Linked DNA regions of Macaca mulatta: all the other regions are linked to region 3. A link is a contact called in public Hi-C data. All regions are on one chromosome and are shown on one strand. Each heading gives the region's core, a stretch centred on a gene start, on an enhancer-like site or on the middle of the called end of the contact. The rest is flanking DNA. Distances are from core to core; before and after follow the strand shown.

Region 1 (3,198 bases), core at 582-3,081, 260 kb after region 3:
TTACTCCCCAAGCTTCATCTTGTGCCCTGACTACCTTCAAGCGTCCTGGGTTCTTGCCTGGGCACCCTCACTACATAGGCTCAGACCCTCTCTGTGAAATGGGACACCAACACCTACCCTGCCCACTCCCATTCTTCCTGTTTATTATTATTGAGGCCTTTGAATCCAGCATTGAATGTAGAGGATTTACTGCTCCCACGGTTCCCAAGAAGAGGTCAGGGCCTCAGGTGCAGGATCTTGGAATTCCCAGCCACCTTGGGGTGGACCCAACCACACTGTGGGCAAGTGGAAGACACTGGGGCTGGGGACCTTTGGGCTGCCTTTGGAGGTGAAATGACTGGTTATATAATCGAGATTCAAATCGCATGCCAATGAGTACATGGCAGTGAGAGCCGTCACTTTGGGGAACGGGGTCTGTTGCCCTGGCAGAGGGGAGAACTACATGGGATCAAAAGCCACTCACCCCCAGCTAGGCTTCAGGGTTGGGGTGGAGACAGAGAGGGGTGCAGGGGATAGAGATGAAGTATGTGTTGTTGGTGGGGGACTGAATCCAAGGGACTCATGCTTAATGACCTCCACCCCCACCCCCCGTCCATCCTGAATTTCAAGTTCATAATTAGGAAACACACTTTGGCTGAAGGGAGTCCGGGAGAGATGCAGATTGAGGGAGAACTGAACACGTCCAGCAACCAAGGAACACACCAGTCTCTGAAAGAGTTGCAAGCAGCAGATCCCACCTTCAACACTGCCTGGAAAGCTGGGGAGGAGAGTCCCCAAGTCTTTCAGCCCTGTCTAAAGAGGAACAGGCCTCAGCCCAGGCCTTGACCTCAACCTGGACTTCAGGGAATTTCTTTTCCGAGCTCAGGGAAACTGTTGACCTGACAGTGTTCAACCCTTCAACTTAGGAGCAGGGAGGCCTGCTGGGGTGCTGCTGCAGGGCGGGCAGCCAGGCTCAGAGGTAAGGGAATGACCCTAATGGGGGATGGGGCCGGGAGGCCCCTGCTGGCCCCTCCCCAGACTCAGCAGCTGGCAGATGAAAGAACCCAAGCAGAGCAGCCCAGCGCTGAGTAATGCCCCTGGCACCCCGCGCTTTGACCCACCCACAGCCGGTCGGAGAGTGCAAAGGGGAGGGCAGCCGCGCCGGCAGAGCCGGGGGTCCCAGGCCTGTGTCTATAACTTCCCCAGGACCCAGGAGGGCGGCGGAACCGTGCCTGGCAACCCGTCCCGCAGTCCGACCCAGCAGGGGGCGAGTGTGGCGCGGGGAGGGGGTGTTCGGACGCCTTGGGGGAGGACGTCCCGCTACGGGAACCCCCTCCCCCACTCCCTCTCCCTCCAGCTGTGCCGGGCCTCGCCAACGGAAAACGAAAACTCGGGCAGAGGAAACGGCGGCAGGCGCCCCGCCTGACAAACCCGGACAAAAGCCGCGGGCCTCCCGCCCCCGCTGCCCAGCCGCTGGGGGCCTGGCACCGCCACCCGGGTCTGTGCCCCCTGCCCTGGCAGCCCCGTGCCCGTCCCGGCCCCTTGCCTACCTTCCTCCTTCCCGCCCCTCTATCCCGGACAGCTCTTGCTCGGGCCCCCTCCCGGGCCTGCCACCAGCTGAAGCTCCCCGCAGCGGTGCCCGCGGTGCCCGCTCCCACCGTGCGCCCCAGGCTGTGCAGGGCGAGCGGGGTCGCAGCGACCCCGGCCTGGCCGCCCGCTCCCCAGCAGCTACCGGCCCCGCCCACTTCCCTGGCCCAGCGTCCTCACCTGTGGGGGCCGGGGCTCCGGGCGGGGCGGGATCCCGACCAGGCAGAAGGCGACTCCATTCATCGGGTGGCAGCGGCGGCTCTGTGGCCAGGGCACTGCTGGGGGCGCCGGCAGGGACCCGGGAGGGGCGGGGCCGGGGGCGGGGCCCAGCGCGGTGTGGCTCCCCCCCGGGGTCCGCCCCCTCGCCCCTCCCCCTTCCCACCACCCACCCCGCGCTCCCTTCGGGGTGAGCCAGTGGCCTCGCTCAAGGGCCACAGACCGGCAACTGGGCTGAGGCAGGGACGAGGGCTGCCTGAGAGTTGAACGTCAGAACCCAGCCTGGGGAGAGAGGCGGTCTCCAGGAGACGCCTTCCCGGCCTCCAAGGGACCGGCCCAGATAGAGGGCCATCCAGGCCCAGGAAAGAGGACAAGGGCACCGAACCCAGAACTAGCACAGGGACAGGGAGGGAGGGAGAGGGAAGCAAAGAGAAACAGCCAGCCAGAGATGGTCAGAAACAGAGATCCAGAGACCCAGAAAGAATGAGAAAGGGAGAGATAAGATAGAGACAGCGCAGAGTGAGGCAGAAAAGGTGAGAAACAAAGATGAGGAGACCCAGGATCAGAAAGAGGGGGAGACAGAAAAAGGCTTAGAGGCCTTCTTCCCTTTAGAGACCCCTAGACATTGAGACACGAGGGCAGATTTAGTGCAGGGGGCGGGGAGACAGGGTGCCCCTCAGTGTAGGGTAAGCCCCTTCCAGCCAGAGTCTCAGCCCAGGATCCCAGAGAGGCAGGGGAGTCGAGGATAGAAGAGGCTGGCAGGTGCCTCAGACCTTCTGACCCCCACCCAGCCTGTCTCGGGGCTCAGGCCATGGGGCCAGCCCACAGTCCTGCTATGCAGTGAACAGCAGTGACAGCAGAGGCTCCCAGTCACCAGCACCCCACAGCCACCCTTCTTGGCTTCACTCTGACCTCGGCCTAAAGAGATGCTCTGGTCCTCAGCCAGCTTCTTTCCTTGTCCCCCAGAAGGACCCCCTCCAGCCCAACTCCTGACAGTCTAGGGAGGGACAGTCCTTCTGTCTGTCTTTCTTTTTTTTTTTTTTTTTTTTTGAGGCAGGGTCTCACTCTGTCACCCAGGCTGGCGTACAGTGGCAAGATCTAGGCTCACTGAAACCTCCGCCTCCCAGGTTCAAACGATCCTCCTGCCTCAGCCTCCCCGAGTAGCTGGGACTACAGGCCCATGCCACACCGCCAGCTAACTTTTGTATTTTGGTAGAGATAGGGTTTCACCAGGATGGCCAGGCTGGTCTCGAACTCCTGACCTCCAGTGATATCCGCCTGCCTCAGCCTCCCAAAGTGCTGGGATTATAGGTGTGAGCCACCACACCTGGCCTTGTCCTTCATTTCTAGAAAATAGCTAGAAAATTCTTTCTACGGCCGGGCGCGGTGGCTCAAGCCTGTAATCCCAGCACTTTG
Region 2 (3,298 bases), core at 374-2,873, 350 kb after region 3:
CTACATACACTCAATGATCTTGGACATCAAAGGTTCAAGACATTGGGGGTTTGGAGGGGGCTCGAAGGGAAGAAGCCAAGAGATGGCCTGTGCCTGCGGGGCCAGATTGCCTCGTGAAGCAGGAAGCCCATCATTGATGGAAAAGTGATGGGTGGGCAGGCAGGAGCTTTGTTCTGTGGCTTCCCCAAGAATCCATGCCCTTCCGGATCCAAGGAGGCTGGCTCAGACAGCACTGACTCGGGGCCCCCCAGTTACTGTGCCTAGCTGCAGAAAGGAGGTGAGGGGTAAGAAAACAGGAAAAAGCAAGAGAGAGTAGCCACAGTTTTCATGAAGAAAAGGAGAAGGAGCCAGGTGCGGTGGCTCACACTTGTAATCCTAGCACTTTGGGAGGCTGAGGCAGGTGGATCACTTGTCAGGAATTCGAGATCAGCCTGGCCAACATGGTGAAGGCCCCATCTTCACTAAAAAAATACAAAAAAAAAAAAAAAAATTAGCCGACCATGGTGGCACATGCCTGTAGTCCCAGCTACTCAGGAAGCTGAAGCAGGAGAATCGCTTGAACCCAGGAGGCAGAGGTTGCAGTGAGCCGAGATCACGCCACTGCACTCCAGCTGGGTGGACAAAGAAAGAATCTATCTCAAAAAAAAAAAAAAAAGGTAGAACTTAGAATGACAAAATGAAGGTTTAAGAAGTAGAGGCAAAACTGTGTTCACTGTCTTCTCCATGCCCGCCTCTCTCCCGCCACCATTGCCGCTGTGCTTGTCGACTTTGCGGTTCAGAAGGAGGCCTGGGTTGTGGGGCGGACACCTGGGTGGAGTCTCCAGCTCTGTCACAAACAACACCACTGTGGTTCTAGGGAAGTCCCTTGACCCCTCTGCAAGGAGGCTTTGTTATAGTCCCTGAGGCTGAGTAATGGTGATGGTGGTGGTTTGGGTGGGCAATGTAGGGGAGTCAGAGCTCTGGGTGTAAGTCTCTGAGTGAGCTGCTTTGTGACCTCGGGTGAGTCTCAGTGTCTGCATCTGTGAAATGGGGATAAGAATATTCACCTTACATGGCTGTGGGGAAGATTCATTCAGATAAAGCACATGAAAAGCACTTTATAAGCTGCCTCAGTCTGTACAAAGACCGATTACGGTACTATTAGGCTGTCTTTCCTACCCTCGGCATCCCAATTCTCAAATCCCGGCTCAGCAGCACGGGGTCACGGGGGTGCAGGCAGCCAGAGCAGACTGCCAGGAGATGCAGCTTGGCCCCTTAGTGTGCCTGTTGCAGTTGCTGCCAGGAGCTTGAGTGGAGCAGAGGGGTGGAGAGAGGGGCACAAGCTCATCTACGGTTGCTATGGCGCCCCATCCTGGATTTGCCCATTTCTCCTAATGGAGCAAAGGGCAGGCAGAGGGAGGGAGAGAGGGAGAAAGAGCACAACTGGTGCCTTCGTCTCCCCTTCCCTCCCATCTCTCTCTCTGGAGCAGATGTGGGTGGGGGATGGAGGGAGCCTGGATACTGGATAGGAGGGGAGGAAAGAGTTGGGTGCCAGGATTAAGAGGTTTGAGACAGTGGGCCGCACTGAGAGAGGAGGGGGCAGGGCCCTCATACCTACATCCAGAAGCCAGCTGGTGACGTTAGAGAAGAAAAAAGCAGGCGAGCCAGCACCAGCGTGAGAGGGAGAGGGAGAGAGGAAAAGCGAATGCCAGCATAGGAAGCGTGGAGGCAGACAGCCCCCAGACTGCAGCCAGCCTCTGCCTGGGCTCTCCTGAGCCTGGATCCCAGGGTCCTGAGAGCTGTCCCAAGGATGGGCACCAGGGGAGCGGTCATGCCCCCTACTGTATGGGGGCTGCTGGGCTGCTGTTTCATCTGTGACTGGGCTCTGGGGGGTCCGCGGCCCCTCCGCTCTCTGCCCCCTCTGTCTTCCCAAGTCAAGCCAGGATCTGTGCCCATGAGGGTACCCCCAGAGGGGGCTGAGGCCGCCCTCACTTATCTCTACTCCGGAGATGCCCAGCAGCTGTCACAGGCGAATTGCAGTGAGCGCTATGAAGCGCGTGGGGCAGGAGCCATGCCAGGGCTCCCCCCAATCCTACAGGGAGCAGCGGGCACCCTTGCCCAGGCCGCCAATTTTCTTAACATGCTGCTGCAAGCCAACGACATCCGTGAGTCCAGTGTGGAGGAGGATGTGGAATGGTACCAGGCACTGGTCCGCAGCATGGCCGAGGGGGACCCAAGGGTGTACAGGGCTTTGCTGACCTTTAACCCTCCACCAGGGGCCAGCCACCTACAGCTGGCCCTGCAGGCCACCCGGACTGGGGAGGAAACCATCCTTCAGGACTTGTCTGGGAACTGGGTGCAGGAGGAGAACCCACCTGGGGACCTGGACACCCCTGCCCTGAAGAAGCGGGTGTTGACCAATGACCTAGGGAGCCTTGGCAGCCCCAAGTGGCCACGGGCAGATGGATATGTGGGGAACACACAGCAGGTGAGGCTGTCTCCTCCTTTCCTGGAATGCCAGGAAGAACGGCTCCGACCTGGCTGGCTGATCACACTCTCTGCCACCTTCTATGGACTCAAGCCAGACCTAAGCCCAGAGGTCAGGTAAGTGGGTTTGTGCAGGATTTGATGTGTGTGTGGGGATGTAGGAGAAGGAAGTACAGGTCCCCTCAGCTGTGCATGGACCATTTGGCACAAACATGTGCATGCCTGGAGGGCACACAGATGTGGGTGTTTGTACTCAGCTGTGTGTACTCACAGTCGGCTCTGGGAATCTGTAACTATTAACACATACAGGTATGAGTGTACATGTGTATAAATCAATCCATATTTATCTGGGTTTATGTGCTTGAGCACATGCAGGAATGTCTGTGAGCCTGTGCATATACAAATAGGTATACACATGTAGCATACATCTATATGCAGGTATACACATGTGTGTAGCGATATGTCAGTATAGCCGGGTGTGGTGGCTCACGCCTGTAATCCCAGCACTTTGGGAGGCCGAGGCGGATGGATCACCTGGAGGTCGGGAGTTCGACACTAGACTGACCAACATGGAGAAACCCCGTCTCTACTAAAAATACAAAATTAGGCAGATGTGGTGGTGCATGCCTGTAATCCCAGCTACTCTGGAGGCTGAGGCAGGAGAACCGCTTGAGCCTGAACCCAGGAGGTAGAAGTTGCGGTGAGCCGACATTGCACCATTGCACTCAGTCTGGGCAACAAGAGCAAAACTCTGTCTCAAAAAAAAAAAAAAAAAAAGAAAAGAAAGAGATGTGACAGTATAGACAGGCAGAGGTCTTGGCCCCCCAGGCCT
Region 3 (3,408 bases), core at 698-3,197:
AGCTATCATACCAATTCTTGTATTTCCATAGATAGGAAATGGCAGTATTCCAATAACCTGATTTTTCTCAAGAGAGAAATATCCCTGGGAATCATTTATTCACTCACTTGCTCATTCATTCATTCACACATATTGATTGAGCACCTATTATATCTTGGCCATTGTTCTAGGCAGTGGGGATGCACCACCAATCAAGATGAAGTTCTCATCAACTCATTTCCAGACTAATGGGAGAGACAGACACTAAAGAATAAATCCATTTACAGACTTTTATGTAACAGTAAGCTATGCAGAAACTAAAGAAGGTTAAGGGGATAGAACAGGGTGGGCGTGTGTGCTGCAGAATTTGTACTGGAAATTCACTTTTTCTTTTCTTTCTTTTTTTTTTTTGAGACGGAGTCTCGCTCTGTCGCCCAGGCTGGAGTGCAGTGGCGCGATCTCGGCTCACTGCAAGCTCCGCCTCCCGGGTTCACGCCATTCTCCTGCCTCAGCCTCCCGAGTAGCTGGGACTACAGGCGCCCACAACCGCGCCCGGCTAATTTTTTGTATTTTTAGTAGAGACGGGGTTTCACCGTGGTCTCGATCTCCTGACCTTGTGATCCGCCCGCCTCGGCCTCCCAAAGTGCTGGGATTACAGGCGTGAGCCACCGCGCCCGGCCGAAATTCACTTTTTCTTTATTTTCCTTGGGGGATATGAGAGTGAGGGTCTGTGCGTGCCCTCCTGTGGCCTCTTCAACCTGTTTGGCAGATCAAGCCTCAGAGCGGAGCATCCTGGGATTGGGGGTCAGGGGTTGCAGAGCCAGCACTCTGAATTTAGTTGAGGCGGAGTATTTAGATACTGCATCAGAGAAATGGAAATAGGTACTGAGACAGCCTATTTATCGGCTTCCATGGGTGTAATAACACTCCCACCCTTCCAAATTTATTTTTTTCTTTGTTCATCTTGCATATAACTACTGAGTTCTTAACTACTTATACATTACAGCATTTTTTGAGCCTGCTGTGTGCCACGTACTGTTTTAAGGGCCATTCACGGCCCGCTAGAATCCCTGCTGTGCAAAGCTTGTAAACAACCATTGCCTCATTTCATCTTTCCCCTAAACATTATTTCTGATATTCATCTACGTTGATTCACATAGCTCTTTTAGTCCCAAGAGGGCAGATATGAAGCGTCCCATTTTACAGATGCAAAACCCAGACTGCTCGGGAAAAAACAAGTTGCTTTCCGACGACGAAATCCCAGGACGCCACTGGGCCACGTGCGGCGGCGCATCTGGCCCCTAGCGATCCCACCCGCGCACGCTCCCTCCCGCGCTCCCTCCCAGCCGCCGCCGCGCCGGGTCCACGTGTGTGTGTCTGTGTGCGGAATGGGGACGGGGGCGGCGCCGCCGGAGGGGTGGGGTCCGGGCTAACGTCACGGGCGGTGCGGCCCAATCAGCGGCGGGCTCGCGGCCCCGGCGCTGGTATTGGGGCAGCGAGGGGGCAGTTCTCTATAACGCGGTCTCCGGGAGCCAGCGGGGAAGAAAGAAACCGAGCAGGCGGAAGGCGCCCTCCCCGCCGCCTGGGCCCGGGCACCGGGTGCCGGGCCCGGGGTCCTTCCCGCCTCCCGCGGCCGCAGGCCGCTTTGTTTCCCCTGCCTCTGCGCTTCGGGCGACTCGAGAGGGTCTCCCGCCGGGGCTGCGAAGGGGACGCGGCGGCAGAAGGGCGGCCGACCCCGCTGGGACTCACAGGGACCCAGGAGTCCGGCTGCCGGGAGGGCCGCGTGAGGAGAGCGAAGAGGGAGCCCGAGCTCTGCGGCCCTGGGTAGCGGGCCGGGGGCGCCCGTGAGCAGAGACCTCCCCGTCGACGGGGGGCGATGTTCCCCTCGCCCGTGGGCTCTTCGGGCAGCCAGGGCATCCCGCCGCTGGGACCTGGACCCCCTCAGTGGGCACCCCTCAGGCTGCTCCATGGAGACCCTCTGCCCCGCACCCCGCCTGGCAGTGCCGGCGTCCCCGCGAGGGTCGCCCTGCTCTCCCACGCCCCGGAAGCCGTGTCGGGGGACCCAGGAATTCTCTCCGCTGTGCCTGCGTGCCCTCGCCTTCTGCGCCCTTGCCAAGCCCCGGGCGTCCTCTCTGGGCCCGGGGCCTGGGGAGCTGGCGGCGCGGTCTCCCGTGCTGCGGGGCCCTCACGCCCCCCTGCGCCCTGGCGGCTGGGCCCCGGATGGCCTGAAGCACCTCTGGGCACCGACCGGGCGGCCCAGCGTTCCTAACACCGCGTCCAGCGAGGATGCGGACGTTGCAGCGTGCCCCCGCCGCGGAGAAGAGGAAGAGGGCGGAGGCGGTTTCCCGCACTTCGGCGTTCGCTCCTGTGCACCTCCGGGCCGCTGCCCAGCGCCCCCGCGCCCTCGGGAATCTACGACCGGCTTCGCCTCGGCCCTGCCTCTCCCGGCCCCGGGTCTCGAGCCTCAGCGTGGCCCAGCCGCCAGCCCGCCTCATGAGCCCAGTTCCCAACCTCCGTCGCCACCTGCGGGCCTCTCCACCGATCCCGCGGGTCCCGGGGCGGCGCCGGGGCCATTCCTGCCCGGCCAGCCTGCCGAAGTCGATGGAAACCCCCAGCCGGCCGCCCCCGAGGCTCCAGCGGCCAGCCCCTCGACGGCCAGCCCGGCTCCGGCCGCACCTGGAGATCTCCGCCAGGAACATTTCGATCGTCTGATCCGCCGATCGAAACTTTGGTGTTACGCGAAGGGCTTCGCCTTGGATACCCCGAGTTTGCGCCGGGGGCCAGAGCGGCCGCCTGCGAAAGGGTCGGCTCGGGGAGCCGCCAAGAAACGCCGGCGGCCGGCGCCCCCTGCGCGCACCGCGCAGCCCCGCCGCCCTGCACCGACGCTCCCCACCACGAGCACCTTCAGCCTCCTCAACTGCTTCCCCTGCCCCCCGGCCCTGGTGGTCGGGGAAGACGGAGACCTAAAGCCGGCATCCTCGCTTCGCCTCCAGGGAGACTCTAAGCCCCCGCCCGCCCACCCGCTGTGGAGGTGGCAGATGGGGGGTCCCGCTGTCCCTGAGCCCCCTGGCCTCAAATTCTGGGGGATCAACATGGATGAAAGCTGACCGTGGGACTTCTGCCAAAGGGGAAAAGTTGGGACCATGGCCAAACCGCGGGCTTGAGGAGAGAGCCCCGTTTCTCACATTTGTCCCCTTCCTTTACATTTTAGGAGCTGTGGGCAGAGGAACCTAAATGACAGTGATCTTCAAGCACCTAAGTGTTCGGGGTGACAGTCCCTCCCCCTCATCCTTTGCAAAGAAACCCAGGGCTGGAGTCGGGAGAAGGCTTAAGCAAGAAAGGCTGATGACATAGATTCCAATCCCTGCCCCCTTCCATCTCGGACCGTTGGAGGCAGGGCCTGCACCCCAGTGGGAGCAAAGGAGGCCA

What was found. Hi-C and Micro-C count contacts between places; a contact is called where the count stands out from the background.
Region 1: a Hi-C map of fetal cortex germinal zone shows a contact between it and region 3, with 2.3 times the contacts expected there. The contact joins the promoter of ARHGAP23 here to the promoter of EPOP in region 3. A contact is called at or near these places in 3 of 14 Hi-C or Micro-C datasets (fetal cortex germinal zone, fetal cortical plate and liver).
Region 2: a contact with region 3 is called in a Hi-C map of liver, with 3 times the contacts expected there. The contact joins the promoter of GPR179 here to the promoter of EPOP in region 3. A contact is called at or near these places in 2 of 14 Hi-C or Micro-C datasets (fetal cortical plate and liver).

The regions. Positions count from the first base shown.
Region 1 is chr16:62,697,162-62,700,359 of T2T-MMU8v2.0, reverse strand. ARHGAP23 (Rho GTPase activating protein 23) reads right to left here and starts at 1,831. Exons shown (of 25, transcript XM_077971375.1): 1 at 1,747-1,831. The coding sequence starts at 1,809.
Region 2 is chr16:62,607,390-62,610,687 of T2T-MMU8v2.0, reverse strand. GPR179 (G protein-coupled receptor 179) reads left to right here and starts at 1,623. Exons shown (of 11, transcript XM_001081991.5): 1 at 1,623-2,583. The coding sequence starts at 1,790.
Region 3 is chr16:62,954,456-62,957,863 of T2T-MMU8v2.0, reverse strand. It overlaps EPOP (elongin BC and polycomb repressive complex 2 associated protein), which reads left to right and starts at 1,947. Exons shown (of 1, transcript NM_001193705.1): 1 at 1,947-3,365. The coding sequence starts at 1,947. The coding sequence ends at 3,086. It overlaps LOC144335660 (a long non-coding RNA gene), which reads left to right. Exons shown (of 3, transcript XR_013406708.1): 3 at 1-89.